2 separate regions of the Bicyclus anynana genome follow, and region 1 is linked to region 2. The links are chromatin contacts, called in public Hi-C maps. All regions are on one chromosome and are shown on one strand. The core of a region is the stretch at or near the end of the contact, and the rest is flanking DNA. Distances in the headings are between cores, read along the strand shown. Region 1 overlaps LOC112053505 (fizzy-related protein homolog). Region 2 overlaps LOC112053505 (fizzy-related protein homolog).

What was found. A called contact is a pair of places that touch in the nucleus more often than the background predicts.
Region 1: a contact with region 2 is called in a Hi-C map of whole larva, with 3 times the contacts expected there. The contact joins two enhancer-like sites. A contact is called at or near these places in 2 of 2 Hi-C or Micro-C datasets (whole body and whole larva).

The regions. Positions count from the first base shown.
Region 1 is chr4:16,334,297-16,340,952 of ilBicAnyn1.1, reverse strand. The region is part of intron 2 of LOC112053505 (fizzy-related protein homolog); the gene reads right to left. Among protein-coding and RNA genes, the nearest start is that of LOC112053506, 34 kb to the left of the region's middle. Within about 2 kb of position 1,507, at least 3 of the 8 cell types and tissues checked have open chromatin away from gene starts, as enhancers often do.
Region 2 is chr4:16,303,388-16,310,519 of ilBicAnyn1.1, reverse strand. The region is part of intron 1 of LOC112053505 (fizzy-related protein homolog); the gene reads right to left. Among protein-coding and RNA genes, the nearest start is that of LOC112053505, 15 kb to the right of the region's middle. Within about 2 kb of position 4,234, at least 3 of the 8 cell types and tissues checked have open chromatin away from gene starts, as enhancers often do.

The DNA.
Region 1 (6,656 bases), core at 258-2,757, 33 kb before region 2:
ACAGATATCTCTTGACATTCTCATTATAGATACAGAGTCAACTCATCAAGATACGATGACCGAAATAATAGACTCGAGATTTCTTTCTAAATTAAGTTCACTATTACTACCGGACAATGTATTACAAGATTGGACATCAGCCAGTGATTATAGAGTACAGAAAAGCAAAAGAGGAAGTACGTCTATAAGTGTTAGACGGCGTAAGATTTACAAATGATGCTGTACTCATTAGGGGCTCCAGTAATAAAAAAGACAAATGACCAAGTTGCGAGGCAGAAAACCCTGACGGAACAAAAACTATAGACAAATTGAATCAACTAATTTAAACGCAGTAGAGGCAAGCGTTGGAAGACATCTACAAAAAATATACACAAGTCTTTGTAAGATCTTCATCATAGTCGCGATATAACCGGGCAACAATTTTTAAAACTATTACTAATCAGCAAATCATCACTTGGAAACCATAGTTTGCGTTTAAATCGGCATTAGTGTTGGTTTATTGTGAAAATCTAGAGGCCCAGTGGGGGAATTGTCTAGAAAACTTCTGAAGCGTAACGCTCAGTCCTTGAAAGGTTCGGCTACCCGTATTCTTTTGTACGTATCGTAAGTATAAAAAAATCTGAAAAAAAACACAACGTAACAAAATGAACTCTGTCTGGATTTGTCAGCGATTTTTTTACTACGGGCTTTCAATTTATCATTTTCATCAGTTGATTGGTCTTATTATATTACAGAGAATAATTGAACACGAATTAATAGTATAGCTACTACCGCTACATTGCTCTACATTTTTTAGCACTAAAAAAAACACTAGATGAATATAATGTCTGCAATTATTATCTCACTTTAATACTGTAATGAGAATTTTTCGCACTGTGAGACATCGTAGGAACTTCTCAGTAATTTGCTGCAAAAAGTGCACATTTCGCGTAAACACGCGGCCATAATCACGGCCGTGAACCCGGTTTATTGCGGTCTATATGAGTAACAAATCTTCATAAAGCATCGCAAATTTCGTGGGACGAAATTTACAACGTAGCATGTTAATACAACGTGCATAATTTTGTGATATAGCATTTTGAATTTCAACTAAAATAGTATACAATTTTATGACACATGGGCGATAAAGATAATATTGTGAGACTAAGATGCCCACTCAATGTTTAAACCATGCCGCATGAAAAGGACACGTCTTGCCACCTTTGGATCCACATTATTGCGATTCAAATGGAAATATAACTGTGTTGTGACACCCACTTCAAACAAAAACACAAGACGCTGGCACATAAACACGAGCGTTAAGCGCACTCACAATAAATATTGTTGATAAAAAAAAGGGATTTACACGTAATACTACAAGATATCGAGCCCATAACCGTTATACTGCATTTAGGTTATTCAATCATTGCAAATAAACAAACACGTGAAAAGTTGAATCCGATCCAACACGTGAACGATCCTATGAATGAAATAACGGAACTGCTGAAACAAGATTGAAAGTGCATTGTGTGCATGATGATTAATTCACAACTGCCACTTAAGGAGATATTGACTTAGTAAACGCCCCGCCCCCTGTGGTCGTCGACACAGTGGCCTTGGTATGTGGTCGAAAACGAATGCATATTATTATATTACGTAAGCCGAAAATTGCCTGCAGGAAATTGCAACTGGTTTTAAAAATGCGCAAGCAGGTCCATCAGCTGAGATTCTCGCGGATAACAAATTTAGAGATGTGACTTAGGAAGATAACGTGTTTTGTCATTTTGCTTATTATTAATACAGCGTATGCAATTATGTATATCTCTCGATCATCTTATAATGAGAGGTAAAATAAATTTCTGTGATTCGACACGGTGATTTTCAAAATCCGGTGATATATGAGAACATTAGATTTAAAACGAGGAAGTTTAAATAGATATTTTAAAATATGATTTATATTGTATAATATTAGAAGCGCATGACTAAGTCGGATTAAAAAAAAATGCTAAGAAGTTTAGACCACTTCAATAATTTGGCTTACTAATGCTGTTTTGATTAGACGAATTATGTTTTTACATAATGTTACAAAAAGTTAACCGTGCTTGAAGCAATTTTACATCACGTCATGATGTAGTAAAAACATAAATAGAATGTTTACCGAATACCAAAAGCATGTTATACTACCATCATCATTTTCATTTAGAAAAACGAAGCAAACCTAACATCCTGCACAAACGTAATGGCAAGCCTACAAAAGTAATGGCAAGTAACAAATTTAGATAAATATTTAAATATAGAATAGCATAAGAAGCGTGTCGGTAGTGATCATTGCATAGACTAGTGGTCATGTAGAATGTATAGATCCGCAATTGCCTATTTCCTCCACTGACAATTGCCCTATTCAACGAGAATAGACAAAAAGCGCCGCACAATAGATCGCAAAACGATATGAATTATACAATGGACATCGACCTAATGGACGTCCAGAGTAACTGCCGGCAGCTACTGAATACACTTAAAAGGAATATACGTATGTGGAGTATTTTAATGATCGAAACCAAATAAGCTTATATTTGAGTTCAACGAAATTGTAAACCCCATAGAAAAAGCGATTTAAATAAATTAAGAATCACAGAATGCAGTGCACGAATTACACTAATGACATGACAGCCTTGAGAAAAAGTAAAAGAAAAATTTCAATAAAACGCAAACCACAATGATGTAAGATGAATGAGCAATCAGAATACAAGTTTATTAACCTCAGACAGCAGACGCATAAAAAGCTAGAAATCTACCATGTAGTGACTAGATCTTAGATAACAGATTGATTGGTACTATAAATGGATGGCAAATTTTGTGACCTGCACATATCCGTAAACAGGTCACGTTAGATACGCATAAAAAATAAGCCACTCTACAAATCTTCGGTCCGCTTTCAGTTAACAAAAACAGAATACAAATCTAGACGGAACTAACTTGAATTTCACGCGCTTGTCGCGTATGGTGCTTTTTTTACGTGTGTCTATTCGAGCGAGGCTAGTTCAGATCGCAATGTGGTCGTACTCATGACTTGTATAGCTTCTCATTTAAGCACATTTCATGAAAGCTGTGTTTCAATATGCGTAGCATCTGACGTGATTCTTGCACGCTGATTCTTTTGAACTTTAATCATGTTTTGCTTAATACAGTAAATATGTTTTCATGAACATTGAACAAAATAATTAATTTTTCAGAGATCAACAAAAGTTCCCGCGGTGTAAGTCAAAAGTCTCGCTAATTAGAATTTGGTGTCGTGGATTTAACTCAATACGCTGGTTCAATTGACTTAACAGTATAAACAAACTTAACCCTACGGGGCCTCGATCGCAAAATACTCTGCATACAAGAAGTTGTGTACATAGTAAAAAAAATTAAGGCCAAGTTGACTCTTGCTAAATTCCCTCGCGTATCGGTAGATGTTTTTTCTGTAAACAAACCACTTAGTGAACACGGATGAGCACTTCTGGCTTTAAAAGCTGATGACACAGGAGCTACACTTACAAAATCATCAATTGCAAAATTAGATTGTTTAATTACTTAAAATACTGTCTTAAGCATGTCATCAATATAGTGCATTAGTAATAATACAACTTGTATGAAATTCCTATATTGATGACCCATTTGAAAAAAATGATGTAACCTAACACAAAGGCTTACGTGTGGGTGTTAAAGGCAACATTCGAGAATAACGATGAGGATTCAATTTTTAATTTCTTTTTTTTTATATCCAAATAACAATAGAGGTAAACGAACATCTCGTCTGATACCTATAATACGAAAGGCCAATCCTAGGTTCAGATCCAACATAATACCTAACGAACAGCCAATAAAGCATTCCATTGTAGAGATACGTGTTCCCGCAGTGCGGTGTCAGTCAACGACTTTGTCGTATTAGGAAACTACAACATTTCATGTATCAGATAACACATAGGACATATGCATGGTGATTAGTGACTTGTAAATGTCAATCAGTGTACTTTCGATCATTGTTAAAATATAAAAAATCGTAAAGAGGCACTTACACGTCAGTAAATGACATCTAACAATCAAGGCCACGAGTGTGCCTGCTACAAACACCGGTGGGCAGTCGACAAAAAAATTCGATTGGATATAATTAACGAGAAATGTCGACTGCGACGTCTTAGAAATTAGAAGCAACAACCTACACAATGATTCCAAACGTGACTAGGCTCTAACACAGGGACAATCTAAGACATGATCTAGATTGTAAGAACACAACGGCAGCCTGCCAACCATTCTCAAAAACAACTACAAAGAAATCGATTTCATGCAGCCAGAAAAAAAATAAAAATAAAAAATGCATCTGTCGAATCTAACATTGCAAAAGTTACAATTCATCCCCTGACAATGACCGCGAGTCTAGACTAATCTTGCTCGGCGAGTTGTCTATGCGAAGAAATATAATGTGAACGGAGAACTATTTTGATCAGCAAATAAACCTGACACAAAAAGTAAGTATATAATTTGTATTGTGTTTACAAGTACTTAAATATGTTTTAAAGGTTTTACGAAATTGAAGATCTTAAAGTTATTAACTGTTCGATTAGTAACATCTGAGAGCTGTAATGATTTTTTTTATGGACAGCCATTACTTGCAATTCACGTGAGTAACAGCACTTAGTCACGGCTTAGTTTTGCGAAAACAATAAATTAGAACCAATTTCTCTAGGGGTTATTATATCTCTCCCGAAGGATGTGGAACGATCAATTAACCAAAGCGTGAACCGATTGAATTCAAGACAATTCGACCTATAGCATCAGTGTTTCGAAAATTAGCATTATATCCCAATTTGGACCACAAATACTTTTTGCACCAATGCAAAAATACGTCACGCCGTACACTTCGTGCGTTGAAAATTTTAATCACGAATACGTTCCGACTTTTACTAATAATAAATAAAAAAACGGTCAGCAGTGACTGTAATACAAACGGACCAATGAACCCCGGGATCTCAGGCATCATTGAAATGCGCAAGCGCAAAATTTGTAAATTGCAAAGCGTCTAGACTTTTATCCGTTCAAGGTCTTAAAGCAAAAAGCATTAGATAAACCGCAACATGGCGATTCGTCGCGCCTGCATGTTACTTATGACGGAAAGCTTGATCCGTGAGTGGGTATGAAATTGCAAACACTATCAAAACAGGCGCAAGCAGATAATCAATTAACAGCTTAAGCTCAGGCTGATACATAATGCTATGTATTAAATCACGATGTTTTGATTAATGATACAATAGTGTCGAGGCCGGAAATATAGTAATTCACTGGCGAGAACATTTGAATTAAAAGTCTTTTTAACTAAACGAGACTTAATCTGTCTGTGTTTTTAACTTGACGATACTTTATCATACTGTGCAAAGCTAAACGGAAAAGTCAACACAAAATAGTACGTTTTATGAAATTGGTTATATTAAAAAGATGGAGCAAAATGGTTTTACTGGACAAAAAAATGAAAACCGTGTGCCAATAAATAAACTTACTAAAAAGAGTATAGGTATATATAAAGGTATATGGGTAAATGAAGTGGGCATTGAAATACTTATTCGAAATTTTGTTTCAAAAACAAGTTTTAGATTCACTGTCGTTCCATTTCAATTTTCAAATTAATTATATCTCCTTAACTTTAGATGCAATAAAAAATATTTCCAGGACAGTGATTCATTTATCAGACAGACTACCTACAGAGCATAAGAGACAAGAATATAATTCGAATGCTCTACCTTGCTAAATTAGAGGTGATTTACCCCGCCAACATGTCAGGTGGAGAACGATATAAAAAATTGGCACGTGTTCTCTACCTAATAGGTTTTTTTGTGCATGCGCTACCAAAATTACGCTTTTATACAAAAACATCTAGGTATTCTCTTATGTAAATAACTTAAATATTAACGAAATATGATGGCATATAAGCAAATAACTTTAAACTTGCAAGACACGGGCATTAAGACGTTTTTGTCATGTAAATGAGTGATTGTAAATAAACTTTGCATTAATACAGGATGGCAAGCACGTATTACTAATCAATAACTTTGAAAGACCTAAAACAAAGGCTATAGAGTATGGAAGAAATAAAAACGTTCGGAGGTACGAAAATGTGTGATAACAATACATTATCAAAAAATACTTCGGTGGCCAAAATATTAGCATATATTCAAAGCTCCGAAGTAAATTTATATGGAGACGCATTGGGAATTGAGTCACTGTCAATGCATTCTTATACAAAAACCAAAATTTGTATTCAACGGTCAATGCATGTGTAATCAAGTGGGTGGTGCCCATAGCACAAACTAGAATGTCATGAATTTTTGATAGCTCTGATCTAACGATAGTATTTCATACCATTTTTTACTACTAAAATGTTTGCCAAACTTAGATCATGAAACGGATGAATAGTAATGATTCGTCGTCGCTTTGGATAACATTGATATAAAGAGGTAAAGGACCTATGCAAAATGTAATTTAGTATCTCGTATAGGTCACAGTTAATAATAAACTTTAAACAAATTGAATTTTCCAAGAAAATGGTCATTGATTGTGCAGCTAATTCAAAGATTTCAATTAACATATAATTAGAGACTTACGCTAATATACCATTAGCTGACCTCCCGACCTCGGTAACT
Region 2 (7,132 bases), core at 2,985-5,484:
CGTAGAGCATTTATGAGTTAGTTGGTTATTGAATGACAATTAACTAAAATTTTATTGAAAAAAGAAAATGAAAGCGCTTAGTTCCAATTAATATAAAAGTTTGTTAAAACATTAATAGGTTTCTACGCAGCAACAAAACGGAATGCTAAACTACGATCAAAGAACTAGTAGATAAAAAGCTAAACCTAAACGAGACTAATTTCGATGGTAGGTATCAGTCGCTGAAATTTCCAAAATAAACCCGAAACAGAACCCACAGATCAGAAAGGCTGTGCACTTCATTAAACCAAGGAGACACATAGAATAGTCACAAAATTCTCATGAATATTACACGAATATGATACCTAAGCTAATCTAAGTAATTGATGTATCCGGGCGAAAAAATCCCGGCTTAGGTCGTTCGATCATCGTCAACAATTTTATGCACTACACATCCTTTATACAAGGCGGCTGTTTTTTATCAGTGTCTAAGCTAAACCCGAACTTAGATACCTAAACTATTTATAATAATAATCTCTCCAAAGCCTCAATTTTCCCACGTTGTACTTGAAAATACGCGACAGAGATGTAGACTTAGCTACCCTGTATTAAAAATATTATCACCATCAACTTACAATGGAGTAAGCAAATTATAAATGGTCTTATCAAATGTGTCCCTTACTAACCAAATTTCATCATTTCACATTACAATTTATTATTATGATTTCATTATTACCATAAGTCTAAAAAACTCGTAGATTCGAGATACTATAGAAACATAAAAGTTTACTGTTTAACTATTAGACACAATGCAATCACAAGTAGAACGTCTTATTTCAAAAATCTTTATATTATAAATCTTAATACACCACTCTTTTTAAAATATCTTAACCACCTTATCTGCTAGTCTCCTCTCAGAATGAGAGGGTTTAGGCCAATAGTCCACCACGCTCGCCCAATGCGGATTGACAGACTTCACACACGCAGAGAATTACAAAAATTATCTAGTATGCTGATTCTGAGAGGAGACTCGAAGTTCATTAGTGAGCCGAATATGGGTTGATAACGAACAAACCACCTTAAGTTAAGAATTACACGAATTGAGGGAACAGATTCTTTTTTCACTCTCTTAAAAATTTCAATACGGTTCAGGCTTCTGTAATCATAAAACGCAATTACGTAAACCGAAACACATAATTCGTGTCGCAATTGCACAGTGTTTGTACAAACGGAGTCGTCGTCGCGTCACGGTATTAGGTGTCCAGTAAAATGGAGTTTCGTGAGTGCATTGAACCAAAAAACGTGGTTGATTACTTAAGACACAGCCTAAGTCGTGATCGGTACACCGGCTTTTTGCGTGGAAAAGCTTTTTGCCTATTTCGAGGCAATAAAATACTAACACACATTGATGTTTTTGCTCGCCATTATCATGGCGACGACAGCATCATGACCAATACAAGCGTTACACTGCAAATATATTGCACAGTTTTTGAAAGACTGATCAAGTAAGACGTTAAATGAAAAACCGCAGTTATAGATACATTTTATCGTAATAATATGAAAATGTGATCTCTATATAAGCGTTAATTACGCTGAAATTATAAAAGCTTATATTAAATTACGAGTATATCAGCGTTTCATTCAGGGTTTGAAGATAACTTTATTTTTTTTGTGTTGTATCACGTACAAATGAAACTTGTATATAAATAATGTACTTTATGCATATAACAAATTCAAAATTGTTATAATATAAATCTATACTATTAAACAAACTTCCACCGTTCATTTTCTAGTTTTAAACCTAAATTTCCGAAAATTCTTATTGTTTTCTGTATATGAAACTAATTAAAAAAAAAACGACACTACCATGAAAATACTTGATTGTTTGTAAAGCTGATATATCCAAACATCTTAACATTGGCATTAAATCTACCAATATTTTGATAGCGAGCTGTTTTGGCAAGCTACTTTAGAAATTACTAAAGTTTACTTGATATGTTAATTTGATGAACAACCAGCGTTTCAAAAACTGAGGATCAACGTTAATCGTGACAAGAACATCTTTAAACTTGTCGAAATTAAACTGATGTTAACGCTAGTTTATACAGCCTATGGTATAGCTAAGGATGATGTCAGACACGCAATACCTAAGTCGACATCAATTGATTACCGAGCATTGTTTGCAGTCGGCCTAGATTTGATACGTTGACAACTGATTTATGCTCATGCTCAGGTGTCAAAAGCATATACTTTAGAAAAAAGACTAACACCAACTTCACATATAAAAGATACTGCAGAGATTATTGACGCCAAGATCATCTATCATCCGGTTACGTAACTAGTCGTATGTACGACAAAGGTATTATTTGCGTCTCCACCCAAGCGTAGTACAATACATATACGTGGCATTTTGGAGTCAAAAATTTAAAAGTTGAACAGAGATTCTAAATCGTGCGCTGTAACACAGGTAGCTGTGGATAATTTAGATAATTATCTACAATTACGGCCTGTTTCTAAGACCTTGGGGCACACCTATTGAACGGATAGATTCAGTAGTGATGCTACCTGACAGCCCCGTCATGGGGCCAGCTATGTTGACTCGGCAAACACGGTAACATGGGTTATTGTGTACCTCTGTAACCGCTTGCTTACACTCAGGTGCTAAGTCAACGGTAATTAAGTCCGTCACTAAGAACATTATAGGCACCATAAAAGCACCGCTTATTCCTTGTTCAGTAACTGAGTAATATTTAATAGACAGTCATAAAGTGTGGACGTACTATATACGCTCCAGTGACCATAGCATGAACCTTTATCTAAATAAACTATGTATTTATGTAATCTTCTTAATATTTTTAATTAGGTTGAAAAAGCTCACTCGTTATTTTTATTTACATTATTAACATACCCACGAGTTCATGCTCGTGTCCGAGGCACTCATGTGTAATTATTAAATTTTATAAATGTACAGCTATTACATTCGTCTCATTATTTAAATACAATTCTTTATCTGGATCTGCAAATTCTTAAAAACTATTACACGCTATTAAAAACGAGAGATCAAAAAAACTTGCAACGCATTCCAAACTAGGCACAGATGGATAGAAAAAAAAAGAGCTAAAGCTCTGACTGTTGAAAAAAAATTGGAACTAGAATAAATTCTAATACAATACAACGATGACTTGATAAGATAAATGAATCATATATGCATACTCGTTTTATTGCAAACCAAACAGCTGATCTCTACGCGGAGTCAAGGTGAAGGCTGGTCAACCCGAAAGCAAGTCGCGACATGTAAGCGAATACGAAGGAAAAAAAGAGCTTTAAAAATAAAAACCCCAAAATGGCACGTAATGCTAAACGAATGACATCATGGACCAGCTGATTGATACAGCCACGTTACCGAATTATCTGAAGTGATTACATAAGGGTTAACGAAGTTTGCTTAAAACCGGATCCAAATACAGGAATTTGTACATATCCCAACACGAGGCAGAGCGATCCCTTGTTTAAAAGTGTTAAGAGGTGCTAATGATCGCTAAAACCACGTGGTTTAATTTAACCTATATTATTACTATATTCTTAGCGAATAGTTGCCTAATAAATAATTAACTAATGTTAGTGACAAAATAAAAACCCAATGTTTTATTCCCATCACATTATTAGTTAAAAAATACTCAAGGGATTTCCCTGTCGAATAAGACGAAAATCACAAAAAACGAATCTCGTCTTCGTCAAACGAATCGGTAAAAAGTATTGAGCAATTCTGATTTCCTTTATCTAAAACCATTAGCATTTATACATTTTGGTTGCTAAAACTAAACCAGATACAGTACCTATCAGTATTATGCACATCTCTACTATGTAACTTCTAGTACTGTCAAATTAAGCAAAGCATTGGGGGTGAATATTAAGATTGAGAAATATTCTTTTTATTTTCCATTATAATCATTTAAAAACAAGAGATACATAATCGCAACAGTGTTAGATTGAAACTCTATAAATCATGAGCTAATGGAATGTTTATAACATACCGATCCTATAAAAGCTTTACATGTACTGGAAGTTTTCCTACAGTCACGCATAAATTGTAGGAATAATAGGAGTCATTTGTTACGCAACATTGTCGGAAAATTGTTGTGCCTACTAAACACGTGGCATGTAAAATAAGAGCGTGTTGACTCAGCTGATCGGTGCATTGAACTTGTATGAACAGGTAAAGCATTTAGGTATGGTTTTTATATACTGAAAATTCCAGCTCACGTATTTAAAATGCAGGAGAGCCCGATCACTGAATCACACGGTCAGCTGATTGGTCTTGATACGACTGCTCGACATAAATTAGAGCTTATGTTTTTTAGGTTTCTTTGGTTAGCATACCAATTCTAAACGTATCCGTAATTGTACGCTTCTGTGTTTTGGTGGACGTTTAGAATCTGTTCAAATGACAATATCATAGATAAGTAAATGAAGGTAGCAGAATTCAAGGTTCCCAACCTTCAATTGTCTAAATATAAGGTTGTTTTTTATATAAAAGCTTTCAGCTTTTTCAAAATAAGGCGATATTATTTGTCTTCTGTTGAATTGTTCGTTTAAAATGCGAGGAATTTGACGACATAAATTGTTATAATATCTACTTTTATTACATACTGGAAAGAAATTTGCAGTCAAGCATTAAATAATAATTTATAAAATATTATCGAAATCCACAAAACTAGCACCCAAAAGCTAGTCATTTAAATATTGTATATTTTCGATAAAATTTAGATCATTAATCTTTTGCATTTAATTATATTAAGTCAGCTTAGTTTATGTAAATATATTTTGTAACGTCTACTTTAGACACTAAAACACGAACATCTAATAAACCATTAATTTATTTAATACCTACACACATCTTAAATAAATACGCATATAGAACTATCGATGATGTATGTGTAAACATAGTTACTTCTACTACGAGTTATATAAAGTTTGGCGTAACATTTTCGTAGTTTTGCTTCCCAGCAGAAACCATGGGCCTCATGGCCTCATCGACAATCGAAAGCCTAAGTGTTAAGTAAACACTTGATATCATTACACATGACATCAGCCTCTCAGCTGATCCCACAAGTTGAAGGATGGTCATGAAGTGTAGGTGTGGTAACTGATGGTTGCCCTACAGTGGCCCCAATACCAACGTTACAGGTGCTATGTCTACGTGTACTTAACTAATATTAGCTTTTTGTTCTTTTTTTACGGTGGCTCGGATTTAACTGCCAAAATTGTTGATGAAAAAAACAATTTTAAGCGTGGAATCTAAAATGTTTGTAGGTAACTTAGGTAAAGGTTTTTAACAAGGTTCTATTTATTCTGTGCTACAGAGATTATATGCTTAGATGGAGCATGGAGAAAGGTATACTTTATGTATATCATATTCATAGGAGATGAAATCTAAATCAACCTCTGTAAATTTTCAGCTCCTAAGACAAAATGACACTTTTATTATTTTGTTAGTTTTGTACGCAATCTACGGGAATTCAGAGGATATGTACTTACTAATTCAATAATTTTAATATTTTTTTACTTTGTAACAATGAATCTCGAAAAAAAAATTAGAGGCTAAAATATAAATAATTATCTACGACTTGATCATAACTATTTATTACTCTTCTTACTGCGTTCTTATATTATATGCAAAACACGACTTACGGGACATTAATTTTGTCTCATTTGGGATTAAATTTTAAATGTTACGATGCATATTATACATACATAGATAAGGATACATATGCGATGTGTGAAGGAGATTTAAGTAATAAAGATATTGAAGTTCAATACGTGGGTCATGCCCAATTAAGTAAGTTAAACATTGTATACAGCATGTTTCAATTTTGAATGGTTCCAAACATTTAGCAAACGTAATCCCAAATTGCTTCTGTTTCTGAAAAGTTTCTGAAAAATTCTTGAATGTGTTTCCTCTGTAAAAACAAGCGATTAGTTGGAAATCGAGTCAATATTTTGATAGCGATTGAAATTTTATACTATATTATTAGAATTGAATTGAACTACTATATTATTAGAAACTTTTTAAAATATAAGACAAGCAAATGAACTAAAGCAAAAAATATCCAATACCTATGTTAGAAAAACACGAAAAGTGTTAAATATTAGAACTGCATTAATAAGGACATTTGTAAACGTTGGACACCATAACACAGTCGTTAAAACGACTATTTTAGCGAAACGTATGACAAATGTTTACTTTGAACAGGATTACGTGCAATTTTATTGGCATTTTACATACCTACACTAAATAACATATCATACATCTATTCAATTTAAATACTGTCCATAAAGTAGAATTTGGAAAACCCTACAAACATGGCTACTATGTCATATGATAAACGAAAAATTGAGACGATTTTTTAGGAAACTTTCACCTCTGATATCTGTTGATGATAGGTAATCAAAAGCTTGAGCAAAAAAGAATATAAGAACAAATGGTATAACTCTATGAATATCTCTATAAGAAATATGTATCTCGTCGTATGAGCGCGGATGTTATAGGTTTCCAGAAAATGGTTGGTTCTGGTGAAAAATTCGCCAATGAGATAGCAGATATATATACAATATGGCATTTGCGCCAGATCGCACTCGGATATCCACAAAGCAAATAAAAGAAAAAAAATGAAATTTTTCATAAAGTTTGAGCAAAAGCGCTAATTTGTGAATATCAAACATGCATTCACCTACACAAAACGCTTGTAAATGTTTGGACAGCTGCACGAATTATCGGTCTTGTCAAGTGCAATATTTATTCTTGCAAACATGGAAACATGACGATCTGCTGATACAATACGTGAATTGAATTTACGCGAAAATGCTTTTTTTTATTTAGATTGATTAGGGAATGGAAATGCTACATGGAATAATTAAGACAAGACAAGATAATCAAGACAAGAAATGTCAGACAAGAAGAAGTGTAGTATTTTAAGTAGGTTCTAAAAAACAACGTACGTTCTTGAAATTTAGTACTTCTAAAAGCTAGCAAGAAATGTTGTGTACTCAATATTTTCTTCAATTGATTTTTATTTTATTTTAATAATATATTTTTAAAACAATAATCTATTTTTACCTTGATCTTATTTAGATCAGTTCGCTGAAACGATGT